Linked DNA regions of Macaca mulatta: region 2 is linked to region 1. A link is a contact called in public Hi-C data. All regions are on one chromosome and are shown on one strand. The core of a region is the stretch at or near the end of the contact, and the rest is flanking DNA. Distances in the headings are between cores, read along the strand shown. Region 1 holds the start of METTL13 (methyltransferase 13, eEF1A N-terminus and K55). Region 2 holds the start of SUCO (SUN domain containing ossification factor).

What was found. Hi-C and Micro-C count contacts between places; a contact is called where the count stands out from the background.
Region 2: a contact with region 1 is called in a Hi-C map of fetal cortex germinal zone, with 5 times the contacts expected there. The contact joins the promoter of SUCO here to the promoter of METTL13 in region 1. A contact is called at or near these places in 2 of 14 Hi-C or Micro-C datasets (fetal cortex germinal zone and fetal cortical plate).

What each region holds. Positions count from the first base shown.
Region 1 is chr1:29,281,336-29,288,862 of T2T-MMU8v2.0, forward strand. It overlaps METTL13 (methyltransferase 13, eEF1A N-terminus and K55), which reads left to right and starts at 3,268. Exons shown (of 8, transcript XM_077999923.1): 1 at 3,268-3,732; 2 at 5,334-5,633; 3 at 7,506-7,527. The coding sequence starts at 3,580.
Region 2 is chr1:30,024,848-30,032,374 of T2T-MMU8v2.0, forward strand. SUCO (SUN domain containing ossification factor) reads left to right here and starts at 4,838. Exons shown (of 23, transcript XM_015124042.3): 1 at 4,838-5,333. The coding sequence starts at 5,272.

The sequences.
Region 1 (7,527 bases), core at 2,018-4,517:
ACAATCTTAATTCTTCTTTGCCTTGTAACCTGTTACCTTCACAGTTTCGGTTCTGGGGATTAGGAGGTAGACATTTTTGGGGGAGCATTATTTTGCCTCTCTCATCCTCTGCCTCCCAAATTGTCAAGAGATGCTTTTTATTTCCTCTTTTTTAATTTTACAATTAATCGTAGTAACAATCAACTGAATATTATTACCACAATAATGAGTATGTTTCAATTAAGTAAATTTGACTGTAAATTATATATCCAGAGGTCTGGATTTATATTTTTAGGAAAAAACTCCACAATACTGAAGGGCTTTATCTAAAATTAACTTGCATTTTAAATCATATTGGTAACCACTCTGGGGATCCTAACAAAACACAAAGCATTTTAACATCTTATTGGCTTAAATTAACTAACTATAATAATGATAACACATACCTATCAATTATATTTCATAGTTAAACCTTGAGAGAAATAAGCTTCAAATAAGTATTTTGAAAGGTTAATGCTAGGGTCTAATGTTACAATATATCTAAAATATTTCTGTGTTAATCTTACAATTTTAGAAAATCTCTAGTATGTTTTAGCTTAAAATGTTCTGGTTGTTATCACTTTTTTAGGCTCACAGAAGGGAGGCAGGCACCGATGGAAAAAGGTAAGTTACTTATCCTCTTGGTCTGAAAAACATTGCAAACAGTAATCATACTTTTAGAGCATCAAATATGGGGCTGGAGCCTGGGCTGTGATAGAAATAACTTTGTCTTTTCTAATAACATGACCTTAACAGAACAGACAATAGAGACAGAGGGAAAAGCAGCAGCCAAAAGTTCTTGTAAAGGTTCTAGAGGGTGAACCATGCTTTTTGTTTTCTCACCTATGTCATGCTGATATTAAGCAGTCAGATTATATAGCATTTTTGTCCCTTCCTCAGGGAAGCCTTCTCTGGTCACCCCCTAGATCAGTAGGGGTCACAAAGATATACTATTTTGGACTGGTATGGTTCTCCTTCACAGCACTTATAACCCCCATTACAGGTTATTTTTGTAATTGTTTAATGTGCCCTCCACGTGATTAACATGCTTACCATTGCATCCTTAGCTTCTACCACAGTGATTGGCTCCTATTAGACAATTAAAATATTTGTTGAATTGAATTGAATAAAGCTTTGGGGGGCACAGAGCAGCTGCTATGGATTTGCTTGTTTTTGTTGTTGTTTTTGAGACGGAGTCTCCCTCTGTTGGCCAGGATGGAGTGCGGTGGCGCGATCTCTTGGCTCACTGCAACCTCTGCCTCCCGGGTTCAAGCGATTCTCCTGCCTCAGCCTCCTGAGTAGCTGGGACTACAGGCATACATAACTACACCCGGCTAATTTTTGTATTTTTATTAGAGACATGGTTTCACCATGTTAGTCAGGTTGATCTGAAACTCCTGATCTCAAGTGATCAGCCCGCCTCCGCCTACCAAAGTGGTGGGATTACAGGCGTGAACCACCGCGCCTGGCTGCGATGGTGTTTTGCTTCTTTGGAATTGTGTAGCACATTCAGTACCAAGTGATGTCCTCTGCTCTCAATACGTGCTTCCTAAAGAACCCACATTTCACCCATTCGGAACCTTGCATGGTGTAGTAGCTGAAGCTACTTCAAGGACTCCTTCTCTTTATCTTGGGTAGAAAGGAACAATGTGAACTCAGCAAGGGGAGCATGAAAACAGATTTTCTCTTATGTTACTTGTAGAAAGCTTTTAGATTTACCATTGAAAATAGCGAATTTGGAACCATATCCATTTTGACTTATCTCTTAATTGTATTTTAAAACAGTGGTTCTAAGTGTGGTTCCGGGACCAACATCATCAGCATTGTGGGAACTTGTTAGAAACACAAATCCTTGGGCCTCACCACTGAACTAACGACTCGGAACTGGGATGTGACTGGGGGAATTCTGTGTTTTAACAAGTTCTCCAGGTGATTCTGATGCATGCCAGTTTGAGAATCACTTTTTAAAACCAATGTTTAAGTCCAATCTAACCTACTTAACTATTAACAGTCTACCTGGCTAGTGTAGTATATAACAGCCCACAGTACACATGCTCAATTCCAAGCCTATCTGCTCTCCTCAATCTGTATATTTCTCCTGCAATTTATTATGGTGTGAAAGGCGCAATGATACACATGTTTGATCATTTTCAAATAATGCCTGGGCTCACACCAGTCATCCCAGCACTTTGGTAGGCTGAGGCGAGATGGTCGCTTGAGTTTGAGACCAGCCTGGACAACATGACGAAACCCCATTTCTAAAAAAAAAAAAAAAAAAAAAAAAAAAAAAAATTAGCCACCTGTAGTGGCGTGCACCTGTATTCCCAGCTACTTCGGAGGCTGAGGTGGGAGGATCCCCTGACCCCTGGGAGGTGGAGACTGCAGTGAGCCATGACTGCATCACCGCCCTGCAGTCTGGGCGAGAGTGAGACCCTGTCTGAAAAAAAAAGTGCCCTTCACAGAAGCTTCCTCAGGGTATTAGCATGAGCATGTGAAAGTACAGTATGTTTATCAAACAATAAAATAAGCAGTTATAGGTAACGTCAGAATAACAAGGAGGCCAATTATCAAAATGAAAGGCTAGAGTTTTGCATGTTGTGCTTTGAGGGGAGAAGGAAGAAGGAGGGGAGGCACCTCTGAATGCCTACTTGTTACTTTTTCGTCCTGAATTTTCACGTTATTACACTTTTGATAGCAGAATCCTGTATTTTGGTGCAGAGGTGGCAAAATAAGGCGGGGGCTGGTGGTGCGCAGAAGCTGACAAGGTTAGAATGTGCAGCGTTTTTACGACAGACTGGTTTTACTCATTTCCTGCCTCACTTCTCTCCGATCTGCATAGGTTTTTCTTTTCATCTTCCGTTATCAGTACGCTCCCGTATGCCGCGCTCCGCCCCTGTGTGGCGCACGATCGCAGTCAGTGGATTAAGCCGGCTCCAAGACAAAGCGGACGCCGAGCCCGGGAAGGAAGCGCGCTCTCCGCCCCGCCTAGAGGGAAGGCCCAGCCTCAGCACAGCAGCGCTCCCTCGGCACCCGGACGTGACCTAGTTCTCACAGAGGCCCGGCCTCTTCCGCCACAAGTGCAGCCCGCGGTCCCGCCCCGTCCCGTGAATGGTCGGCCGGCCTCACGTCTAAAAAGCGTTTAGGTGCCTGCGACCGAGCCTCGGGAGAAAGGCGAGCACGTCTCAGCCAATGAGGTGATAGAAATGCAAAGCAGCGACCAACGACTAGCTGGGATGGGCTGGGCCGGCCGACGAATCACGAGGTCTCGCACCCGGATATGGTTGCTGGGCTCGGAAATCTAGCTCGGGAAAAGCGTGAGGGACTCTTCACGTGGGGCAAGGACAGCAGGCGCGGAGGAGGGGGCGAGCGTGTGTGAGATTCAGTGGCCCGTGCGTTTGTTGTGTAAGGGTCATCCAGGGGGAACAAATCAATGTGGCTGTTTTTCCGTGGAAAGAATTGCCACTGCAGCGTCCCGGAGCCTGCGTGTGGTGGGCAAGCTCCTCAGATGGTATCTCACAGGGAGTAGGGGAGTCTTGAAAACGCAGCTCCGGCGGTAGGAACATGAACCTCTTACCTAAAAGTTCCAAGGAGTTTGGCTCCGTTGACTACTGGGAGAAGTTCTTCCAGCAGCGAGGAAAGAAAGCTTTCGAGTGGTATGGAACCTACCTGGAACTGTGCGGGGTTCTACACAAATACATCAAGCCCAGGGAAAAGGTGAGGAGCGCGGCCTGTCAGCCCTTCGTACGTGCTCCGGAAGGTGGGAACTAGTAACAGGAGTCTTGCACTTGGTGGACAGTGACAGGCGGGAGGACCCTAGCTGGACGCATATTTCAGCATTTCCTGAATTGTCCCTGCTAAAAGACAAACTAAAATACTCTTTCAGCCTGGGCGTGGTGGCTCACGCCTGTAATCCCAACACTTTGGGAGAGCGAGGTGGGAGGATCGCTTGAACCCAGGAGTTCGAGACCAGCCGGGGTAACATAATGAGACCTCGTCTCTACAAAAAATGAAAAAAATAGCTGGGCGTGGTGGCGCGCATCTGTAGTTCCAGCTACTCAGGAGGCTTAGGTGGGAGGATCGCTTGAGCCCAGGAGGTTGAGGCTGCAGTGAGCCATGATCACTCCACTGCCCTCCAACCTGGGTGACAGAGTGAGACGCTGTCTCAAAATTTTTTTTAAAGGTTTGCAGGTAATAAACCTCCCACCCCAACTCATTCTTGGATTAATGACCCTACTTGAAGAGTGACTTCCAATCTTCTGTCACTGTATTCCTGTGCAACCTGCGGCAGTTGTGACCTTGTGTATGAATTTGTTTTTCAAATAGTTGTTCAGTGCTCTCCGAGTTTCAGGCACTGTGCCCAGTCCTTAAGCTATAAGAGCATTAAGACATAAACCCTGCACATGTTCCAGAAGTGAAACATGATAAGTACAATAATGGGTTTGGTAATAGGTGAGATTGTACTGGAGGTTGGGAAGGAGGAAAGGTAGAAAACTAACATTTGCGGGTAAGCTTTATGTGCCAGACCTTTATTGGGTGCCGTGTATATGCATGTGCAGTCTTTCAATTCTCATCATAAACTCAGGTGAGTGGCCCTGGATGCATTTTACAGATGAGGAAACTGAGGCCTTGAGAGCCACTTTTTTTTTTTTTGGCCCAAGATCATGCCCAAGTGGTCATGTGGGGATTTAAACTCAGGCCTGTCTGGCTCAAAAGCATATGCACATCTCTTTGTACCATGCTTTTCCAGAGATGGCAATATCAGAATTTCTAAGTTTGAATGGAAGATTGCTCCCTGGAGAGGGAGACAACAATCTGAATTTTAAGTTTGGCTTCAGAAAATAGCTGAATATTGTGAGATGGAATCTGTGATGGAAGTAAGATTTGAATCCTCACAAAGTGTACTTTATTGTCTAATGGAGCCAAAGGCATGAGTAGATTGAGGAAATATGGTTATACCCGGCCTAAGATTTCAACTGTAACTCTATATTTGGATTCTCTGACTTCCTATTAATTCCCAAGTAATAAGTGCATGTTTTAGAGAAAAGAACAATTATGATTAATTTGTTTCTGCAACACAAAGCCCATTCTTATATAACTTGTATTGTAGCTGAATGTGGTTTTCACTAGTGAGTATCTATGTGGTGGTTCAAGATAGAGTCTAGAATCAGCTCTGCAATGTTGCTGTTTCCCTGGTAGTAGCATCTCCACCTTCTGCAAATGTGCCTCAGCCAAGGTGAGACTTGATTCCTTGAAGTACCTGAAGCACAGTCCTTTGCTTTGATTACCTTCCTCTTGTCTGCGAATTTTTTCTCCAGGTGCTGGTGATTGGGTGTGGCAACTCAGAACTGAGTGAGCAACTGTATGATGTGGGCTATCGGGATATAGTGAACATCGACATCAGTGAGGTTGTCATCAAGCAAATGAAGGAATGCAATGCCACGCGACGGCCCCAGATGAGCTTCTTGAAGATGGACATGACACAGATGGAGTTTCCCGATGCCTCGTTCCAGGTGGTGTTGGACAAGGGCACCCTGGATGCTGTCCTGACAGATGAGGAAGAGAAGACCCTGCAACAGGTGGACAGGATGCTGGCTGAGGTTGGCCGTGTCCTGCAGGTGGGCGGTCGCTATCTCTGCATCTCCCTGGCTCAGGCTCACATCCTGAAGAAAGCAGTGGGCCACTTCTCCCGGGAGGGGTGGATGGTGAGGGTGCACCAAGTGGCCAACAGCCAGGACCAGGTGTTGGAAGCAGAGCCTCAGTTCTCCTTGCCTGTCTTTGCCTTCATCATGACCAAGTTCAGGCCAGTCCCTGGCTCTGCCCTTCAGATCTTTGAGCTGTGTGCTCAGGAGCAGGGCAAGCCTGTGCGGCTGGAGAGTGCCGAGCAGCTGGCCGAGGCGGTGCGGGAGCGGCAGCAGTATGCCTGGCTGTGCAGCCAGCTGCGCCGCAAGGCCAAGCTGGGGAGTGTGTCTCTGGACTTGTGCGATGGGGACACGGGGGAGCCACGCTACACCCTCCACGTGGTGGACAGCCCCACTGTGAAACCATCGCGGGACAATCATTTTGCGATTTTCATCAGTGAGTTGGGATTGCTCCCTCTCTTCCCTGGAGGGGCTGGCTTACAGGGGCTGGGACTTGGGCTGGGGTTTGGGCTGGGGCTGAGGCTAGGTTGGGGCTTTGGTGGGATTCTTGACTGTTTTTATCTTGCAGGGGTTTGTACTTCCAGAGGATTAGACTACCCAAGGCATGATGAAAAGAGAGTAATAGCTTTCTAGCAACCTACTGCGAGTTGAGACCTATTCCTTCTCATTTGCCATTGCAAAGGCTTGATGAATTGTGAGAATGGGGTTGGTAGGGGAGAGAGAATAGAGATACATTTAGGAGGTCACATATGACATAGAGATGCTAGTTTCTTGGTAGCATGGAGTAATGGAAGTAATGCTGGACTAGCAAGTCTAAGACATAGGTTCTAGTCCCAGCTGTATCCTGTGAGCTGCAGGACCTGGGAAAGTTGCTGTGCTTGTCTGCAAAATTTAGAGAGGCAGCATAGGATAGCAGCTAAAAAAGTGAGCTCTGGAACCAGACTGTTTGGGTTTCAGTTTTGGCTCAGTCATTTCCTGATGGTATGACATTAGACAGGTTACTTTTCTTTCTCTGCCTTGGTTTTCTCACCTATAAAGTGGGAGTGTAACTCTGGTATAGTGGTGAGAAGTATAAAAGCTCTTAGAAATGGTACCTGGCCTTGGAAGTGCTGTGTAAATATTAACCATTATTATTGAAAGCAGTAAGTGATACCACCAGATTTACCTTAAAAAGGATAAAAAAGATAGCAGGAGGAAATGCTTTCAAAAGTAGAACATTCTAGACAAATGCAAAGTGTTTATGGTCTTGGTGTTATGGTAGTTTGTTTCCTGGTGACTGAACCAGTTTTTCAAGTATTCTGTAATTCTATCCATCCATGGGTGGAAATAAATAGTGTAGTGAATACAAGCGTGGGTAGAGTCTGGGGCTAGACTGCCTGGGTTTGAGTCCCAGCTTCACCATTTACTTACTGTGTGAAGTTGGGCAAATAGTGTAACTTCTGTTTCTCAATTTCCTCATTTGTAAAAATGGGGATAATACTACTACCTGCAGCTTGGGCTGTTGGAGGATTCCATTAATATGTATTTGTCAACAGCTTGGAGTCATGCCTGGCATGACTTATTTGTGTTGGCATTATTGCTGTTTTTCTTGTGGTAGGTGCCTGCCTCCTTCCCCTACAGACATGCCCACACTTCTTCTCCACCCTTGGTCCTACGTCTTGTCTGGTGGGCTGCTTTGCCCTAGGTGTTGTGAACTAGAGAGTCGTTATCTCCTCAGTGGGTCACAGTTGGGGAAGATGCTGGTCTTGGACAGGGACTGGCTCCCTTCCATTTGGGCCATATTGGTTGTGGGCTTGAACACTCTTTCCAGGACTCCCTGTAACCAAGTTCTTTTTTCTAGTCCCCCAGGGCCGGGAGACTGAGTGGCTCT
Region 2 (7,527 bases), core at 3,588-6,087, 750 kb after region 1:
TTAGATCACAAATTTGCTTTGCAATATTTTAATAACTGTATTTCCCTACAGTTGGTTTCCTTTGTAATCTATGTGTTTTATTTTATACCTTTATAAACATTCTGAGAAGGGTTTCAAGGGCTTCACCAGACTACCAAAAGAGTGCTGTTCAGAAGATCAAGACTCCCTGCTAGAACACTAAAGCTTTCCTGGAGCAAATATCTGTCTCAGCATCTTTAATACAAAAAAGGCTCAATAAATATTTATTGAACACTTTATTTCTCCAGGTTACTTAGGGTAACTAGAACCTAGGAAAATCTAGTCAGACATAAGTCAAATAATGTTATGCTGAAAAGCTAATTTGATAATTTATCGAGAAAGAAGTAGTTGACTAGGTGCTCTAGACTAGTCAATTGCATAAAACGTTCTCATCCTAAGGGCTTGCTACTCCTAGGAGTTTAAATTATAGGGCAAATTATAATTCAAGGTGATTAGACAAATAAATAGTTAAGTGAAAAGTAAAAAATTATTTCTTGGGCCTCTGTAATAAAAAACGTCACTGTGTGATATATATCAATAAAACACATGACCTCTCTGCAGTAAGAAATTTATTCACTGCTTGGGGAGACAAATGAATATTAAATAAAAACAGTGTAATAAGGGCAGGCACCAGTGTTTCAGGTCATAACAAACAGTGTAGTCTGGTCAGAAGGTTGAGTTATGAAAGAAAATAGTGGGAAATAAAGCTTGAACTACATCAACTGGGTTTGATTATGGAAAGTTTTGAATGCCAGGCCAAGGAGGCAGGACTTTATTTGACGAATATGTCAGACCTATGGGATATTTTTGCATCAAAGAACGGACATGATGAAGATAATGTTTTAGGAAGCTTCTTCTGAGAGCATTATACAGGAGGTGCTAAAGGACACATCAGTTACAATACCCAACATGCTGCTTCAGTTGTTACTTTCCCTCCCTATTTTGAATCTTGTACTTGTAAATTCTTGCTAGATACTTCCACCAGAACCTCAATACTGTGCTTCCAAAACCATACTAGTCTTCTTAACTTGTAAATCTGCAACTCCTGACTTTCCTACTCATGTAATGGCACATATGTTCTTAGAAATTGGACCATCTTTGATGTCTCCTTCTCTGTCACCCACATGTAAATCATTCCCTTCTTCTAGTTGATTCCATTATGAGCCTATTTACAATTCATGTATCTTCAAAATACACATATGTTAACCCAGTGATAGAAGACTGAATTTGGGATCACAAAGTAGAATTTTTAAAAAGGGAAATCTTACCTTTTGTTATTTGCAGTAAAAACAGAACTGTGCATGCCAACCTTGCACTCTGTGATCTTCCAGCCCTCAAGAGACTGAGTTCTCAGGCTGTACTAATGAAGTAATCTATGTCTTATCTCCTTCTGATTTCTACACTTAACTCCTGAAGTGGCCAAATTATCAGTGCTCTGTTAAGGTAGATTTGGCTAAGTAGTTAAGGCTCTTTTTAGGTAGGGAGTAACTAAAGAAAGAAAGTATATGCTATTCTACACACATATTTATGTACATAAAGAAGATGATTGGGGGAACAGTTTTAAAAGTTTTGTTTATACTTTTTATGTGGTTGAATTGTTAAGTGCTGATTGCTACATTCACCATTTTTCCATTTTCCATCTTAGTCTCTTTTATTGTCTATTTGTGTGTTCTCAATCTCCCAACCTTTCTTTGACTGATTTCCAGGAAACATCTGTTTTAACTGACTTTTACTCTGGAAGCATCTAAATGTCATTGGTCTCTAAGATCCTTCTGAGACATACAGGATCTCAGCATTTTATAATATTGAAAGGAGCAGGTAATTTTTCAACTAAATCAAAATACGTAAAAGCTTGCTCATGAAATACCACCAACTTAGACAAACAGTTCTCTTGGGTATCTTAAATATGATTTGTATATGAGATAAAGAACAAACGAGATAGCCAGAAGGGGTTGGTTCCTTTTTTAAGGTCTGCTTGTTCTCTTTCACCATAAGCAAACAGAGTATCAGATCTTTATCAAGGCAGGGACTTGAGCTGCCTAGAGTTTCTGGTTTAGTCAACTTTTTAGGAATGGGAGAACTCATGTTAATTGTGCAGTTTAGGCCCTAGTGACTTGCTGAATAATCCAAGGATCTGCAAGGCAAACAAGTTATCCTGTGTGTGGTCAGTGCTTTATAGATTTTATTGAATTGGGAGATTCGGTTATAGCAGGGTTTCTCAACCTTGGCACTTTTGACTTTTTAGGCCAAATAATTTTTGTTGTGGAGGGCTTTCTTGTGCACTGTAGGATGTGAAAGAGCATCCCTGGCCTCCACTCATTAGGTGCCAGTAGTACTTCTCCAATGTGACAAGCAAAAAGTGTGTTCACACAATGCCAATTTCACCCTGGGGGGAAGTCTGCCCCAGGTTGAGAATTACTGTATTAGTTAATGGGTAGTTGATGGTGGTTAATTAGCCTAAGCCTTAAAAGATTATATATATTAATTAAATATTATATATTAAAGATTATATATTATACATGCTTTGACTTTTCCTATATTCTTTCTTGCCATTTTTGGCATATGTTATACTTTTTAAGTATGGTGACATTTATCTATACTAGTTTTATTTTATAAATTATTACTTTCTTATACTTGTCTATTGAGTTATAAGAAAATTTTCTCTCCTCTTTTTCTCATTATATTTAACAGATAGGTGGAAAAATGTCTACCAGTTCTTTAAAGGTCAGCTCTATGGAATTTCTATTTATTTCATCTGGAGTCTTAGAATAGGAAAGAATCAACATAAATATAGAAAGTCAGGCAAAGAAGCTAATTTATGGGAAAAGTGAGTTCTATTTTGTGCAGGTAAAATTGGAAGTGATAGAATATCTAACTAATATGTCCAGCAACTACTTGAGAAGAGGTTGGGAAATAGGTTTGGGAGTCAACAGTATAGTTGAAAATTAAACTTGCCCAAGAGAAAAATGGAAAAAGCTCAGAGTACTGAAGGATTAAACCTTAACATGAAACCATGGAAATGAAATTCAAAAAGACAAAAGAACATTTATAGAGTGAAATAGTAAAAGCTAATAATTGGATGATAATTAGGTGAATGGGAAGCCTACCACGGGGGTATTAATAAAGCTCCAACTGCCAGAGAAAAAGGCAGGCAGGAAGGCAGGCAGTCAGTCAAGGAAGGAAAGAAAGAGAAAGAAAAAAGTAAAATTCTTTGTACTTGCATATTCCAAAAAATCATTGCAGGGACTTGGTGGAAAATAAGTGGATGGGTCTGTGAGTTTGGGATGAGAGGGATAGACGTAGCTTGATAACTTCCTAGATTTGAGACAAGCATGTATTCTAATATAACTTCTTTGGCTGTGATGTACTGAGGATCAGCTGAGGGATACCTCAGCTGTTTCCTATCCTGAATAAAAGTTCCTGGAATAAGAGGAAAAGGGTGTCCAACATGGTAAAGAATGTCAATTTATCCCTACCCTTCCATTGCCCCTACTTTCTTTTAAACTTGCATATTAATCATTTGATACTGTTTTTGGGTGAGATAAATATTTGCTTCCCGCAATAGGTGAGAGATGAAAGGATTTTATTGTCATATATTAAGAGTAGCATCAGCAGATAAGTGGAACTGTTACCTAATTACTGCCAGAAAAGGCAGTTCAGGGTGAACACCTTTAAAACCAAAATTATCACCCTTTGTATAATTTCTCTAACATCAAACTGACTTATATCCAAGAATTACAGAGTGGGTGAAATCATTCAGTTCTTTGGGACTACAATTAACATACAATTCAACTTAGAAGGTTCATAAGGAAATTCCGCGGCTCAAAATTAGGCGTTAGGTGGGCATTTTACTGAGGGTTTTTTCCCTACGGCCACATGAACAATAAGTAACACCACCTTTAAACATTTTTCACACTAAACATTATGCCATGTTCCAAGGCACAGACCATTGCAGCCTCCGTCCCCTCAGCGGCGTAAAGACTTGGAATGGGCATGCTGCCCGTTACTTAGTATTGAGAAGTGGTCACTTCTTGCTCTTAGGTGAGTGTAAGCGACTGCCTTCCCCACTTTCGGTGAACCTCAGGACTTGGAGCGTCTGTGGGTGCTCCTCTAACGGAGACAACTCCTCCCTTCCGACTCCATCGCAGAGAACCCAAAGTTCGAAAGCAACAGAACGAAAACCAACGAAACACTCTTCAAGTGAGGAACCCGGCCAGCGGCGAAATTCTTGCTGAAGGAAAGAAAAAGCGAAAGGTTTTCCGCTACAACCAATCAGATGAGAGATTCTTGGCTCGCCCCTTTCTATCTACCAATCAACATCTAGCTCGATGGGGCAGTCCATTGATACAGGGAAAGGGTCTTTAAATTTTATTAGTACAGCTTCCCTCGCAACCCTCAACCACGTCATTCTAGGCCATCCCACGAACTGTGCTCAAAAGAGGAAAAGAGTGCAACACTTCCAAAGCTGATCAGTCTCGTGGTGAGCAGCGAAACTACAGACTTCCGCAACAAAACCATGGATTCTAGGAGGGACAGGGAAAGAAGAAAACGGGTTCTGGAAGGCAAACTACAACTCCCAAGGGCGCTTGCGCGGACTCAGCGCGCACGGGACGAGGGGCGGACCACTGTAAGGGGGAATGCGAACGATCACGGGGCTCTTTTGAACGCTAGCCCGCAAGGGGGCGGGACCTGGGGCGGCGGAGCAGCGACAGCGTCTGCTCCTGCGTTTTGTGGTCTCCTGCCTCCTGCTTCTCCGCCTGCGGCGTCGGAGGGGGCGTGGCCTACGCAGAGGCTGGTGGGGGTGTGGGCGCCGCGGGACGTGGGTGACGCGTCGCTTTCCAGCTCAGCGGTGTGTGAGGTGTCGCGGCCCCGCCGGCGATTGGCTGTTGAGAGGCGAGTACGCGGCGGCCGTTGGTCGCTGGTCTCACGGAGCAAGGCCCCGGGCGGGCGGGGAGGATACGGGGTGGCAGTGGCGGCGGCGGCGGCTTCTGGAGGCGGGCGTGGACGAGCCGGCGGCCGCAGCAGCGGCGGTCCCCGGAGTCCTGTGAAGCGCCCCTGTCCGCGCGGCTGTGGGGCCCTCGGAGAGGGCTGCCAGGACGCGAGCCACTGAGGAGCCGCTCAGCCAGCGCCACAGCCTTTAGGATTATCGGTCCCATCCTCGCGCTCCTGCTCCGGCTCCTCCATCTTGGCTTCGGCAGTGGCGGCTGCCGGGAGGATGTGCCGCCTTCTGACAGGGGGAAGAAGGAGGAGAAGATGAAGAAGCACCGGCGGGCCTTGGCCCTGGTCTCCTGCCTCTTTCTGTGCTCTCTGGTCTGGTGAGTAGCCGCGACAAGGGAGTCCCGTGAAGGGAGTATAGGGGAGGGAGCAGCCCAGGTCACACCCCCAAGTCATCTTGGCTTTTAGGGTCCGGGTTTCCAAGGCCCCCTTGGAAGGGACAAACCGATTACTTCTGGACTCTCCATCTGACTGGTCTGGTAGTGCTCTGTGCGGAGATTTCCGTGGTGTATTTTGGAATTTACAGAGACTCAGTGGGAGAGAGAGAGAGGTGCCGAGGTAGAAGGAACCACCAAGTGCCTTTGTACTCAGTTCTTCTACCCCTTGGAGACGGTGCAGGGTTTGGGGTTGGGTATTCAGATCGATGGTAAGTAAGTTGCTCCGATTTGCCGCCAGTCTTTGCGTTCTTAGTGTGGTAAGGGGATAAAGCACTTCGGATGTGATACGTTCCGGGCGTGCGATTTTAAAACTGAGTGGTCATGAAGGTAAGAGTAATGTATAAGCAGTAGTTCTCCTGGACAATTCTCGCACAGTGTTTGATCCCAAGTACACTTGGGCCACTGTTTTTGGAAACTTGGGGGAGCGTGTGTGTGTGTGTGTGTGTGTGTGTGTGTGTGTGTGTGTTATGAAGCACTTTTTCAGTTGGTTTGGTGGAGAGGGTGTCTTAGATGTAGTGTGTGTAGTAGTTTTTGGTAATGTCCCTTAGTAGTGGGAAGGTAAATACTGTATTTTGAAGGCGGGAAGAATGCTTTGTCCCTAAAGCACCCCCCAAGTTTTACGGAGTTTCCGTTTAATCGCAGGCACTTCTGGAGTTTTTTGAGGAGCAGAGAAAGCTTGTAAGTCGAAGGACTGCTCTCACCGTACTTGGAAAAGCCATTCTTTCCTCCCAGGGAATTTCTTCAAAGATATGTGACAATTGACTGAAAACATCTTTCTTTAGTCAAGGCTATTTGCTGTTTGTTATATTAAAATAGAAATTAAGTTTCCTGTTTTGCTTATTTCTGCAGAGCACCAACACTATTTTCATTCTTATGGATGCCTAATGGATTCCAGAGGCACTGAAATTGTAGAGTTGTTGCTCACATAAAATAATACATAAACAAGGGGAAGAGAAAAGTCTCGCCTGGCTGAGGGATTTTGATTGGAAGGATGGTAGAAGTTTTTGAGAACAAAAAAACTTGACTTCTTACCTTTCATTCTGAATCCTTTTAATACCCACCTCCCGTTTTTAGTAAAATCCTCCCCTTTCTACTTACTGTGTTGGGTACGGAGAAGTGCCTGTAAGAGATAAATCCACTTACCTCATTTTAAATTTAAATTTGTAGATACTGAAGCTTGTATTCATTTTCATCTCTTTCTGGGGCTGCCTAGTTATACTCGTAGACTGTATTTTCTTTCCTCTTTTTTCTTGGTCTTGCCCATCTTTAAACCATGTTTTTATTCATCAAAACTTTCTGAAATGGCGAATAAGGAAAAGGTTAACACTTTCATTCAAGTTTAAAAACTAACACCAGTATCTCTGGCTTTTTTTTTTTTTTTTTTTTTTTTTTAAGTTAGATGGTGTAAATGAAATCAAGCAATAGAATGTGATTCTTACAATCATTTGTAAATTTAAGTTAACTCTGCTTCTATTTCTTTTGGGAATTTCTGGCTCTTTTGATTAAGCTAACCCTCAATATGTTTTCTCATCTTCAATCATTAGCTCTAGTGAAGAGCTAATGAATTTCCCTGTTAGGGAAAAAATAGGTTGGCCCGGTATTGAAAGTAGTAATAAACTTCTGTAAAGTTTTTTAACTCCTAGTGAGGAAAATGGATGTGGAGAGTTTAAGAAAAGAGTGTGAACATTTTAAGAAACTTTAGCTTAGGAAACTATTGGGTTAGTTTATTTTGAGATTTGTTTAGACCACCAAATTTAGAGACATTTTAATTATTCTTTAGCAAAACGATTAAAAGGCACTAAAATAGGACATTAAGGCTTAAAGGTTTTTTTTTTGAAGGGTGATGATGAATGAAATTGGGGAAGAGGAGTGGTACGTGGTGATGATTGGCAAAGGGTGCGTTTTTTCTTTGAAGACTCTGCTTTCTTGCCAAGTTGAATTTAATGGCACTTAATGGATTTCTAACTTTTGCTGCAATCTGGTGTGGTATTTCTTTTCCCAACAACCCCATTCCCTTTAACAGAAAGGGCTACCAGCAAGTCCTAGGGTTAGATAAAACGTTTGCAAGAGTTGATGA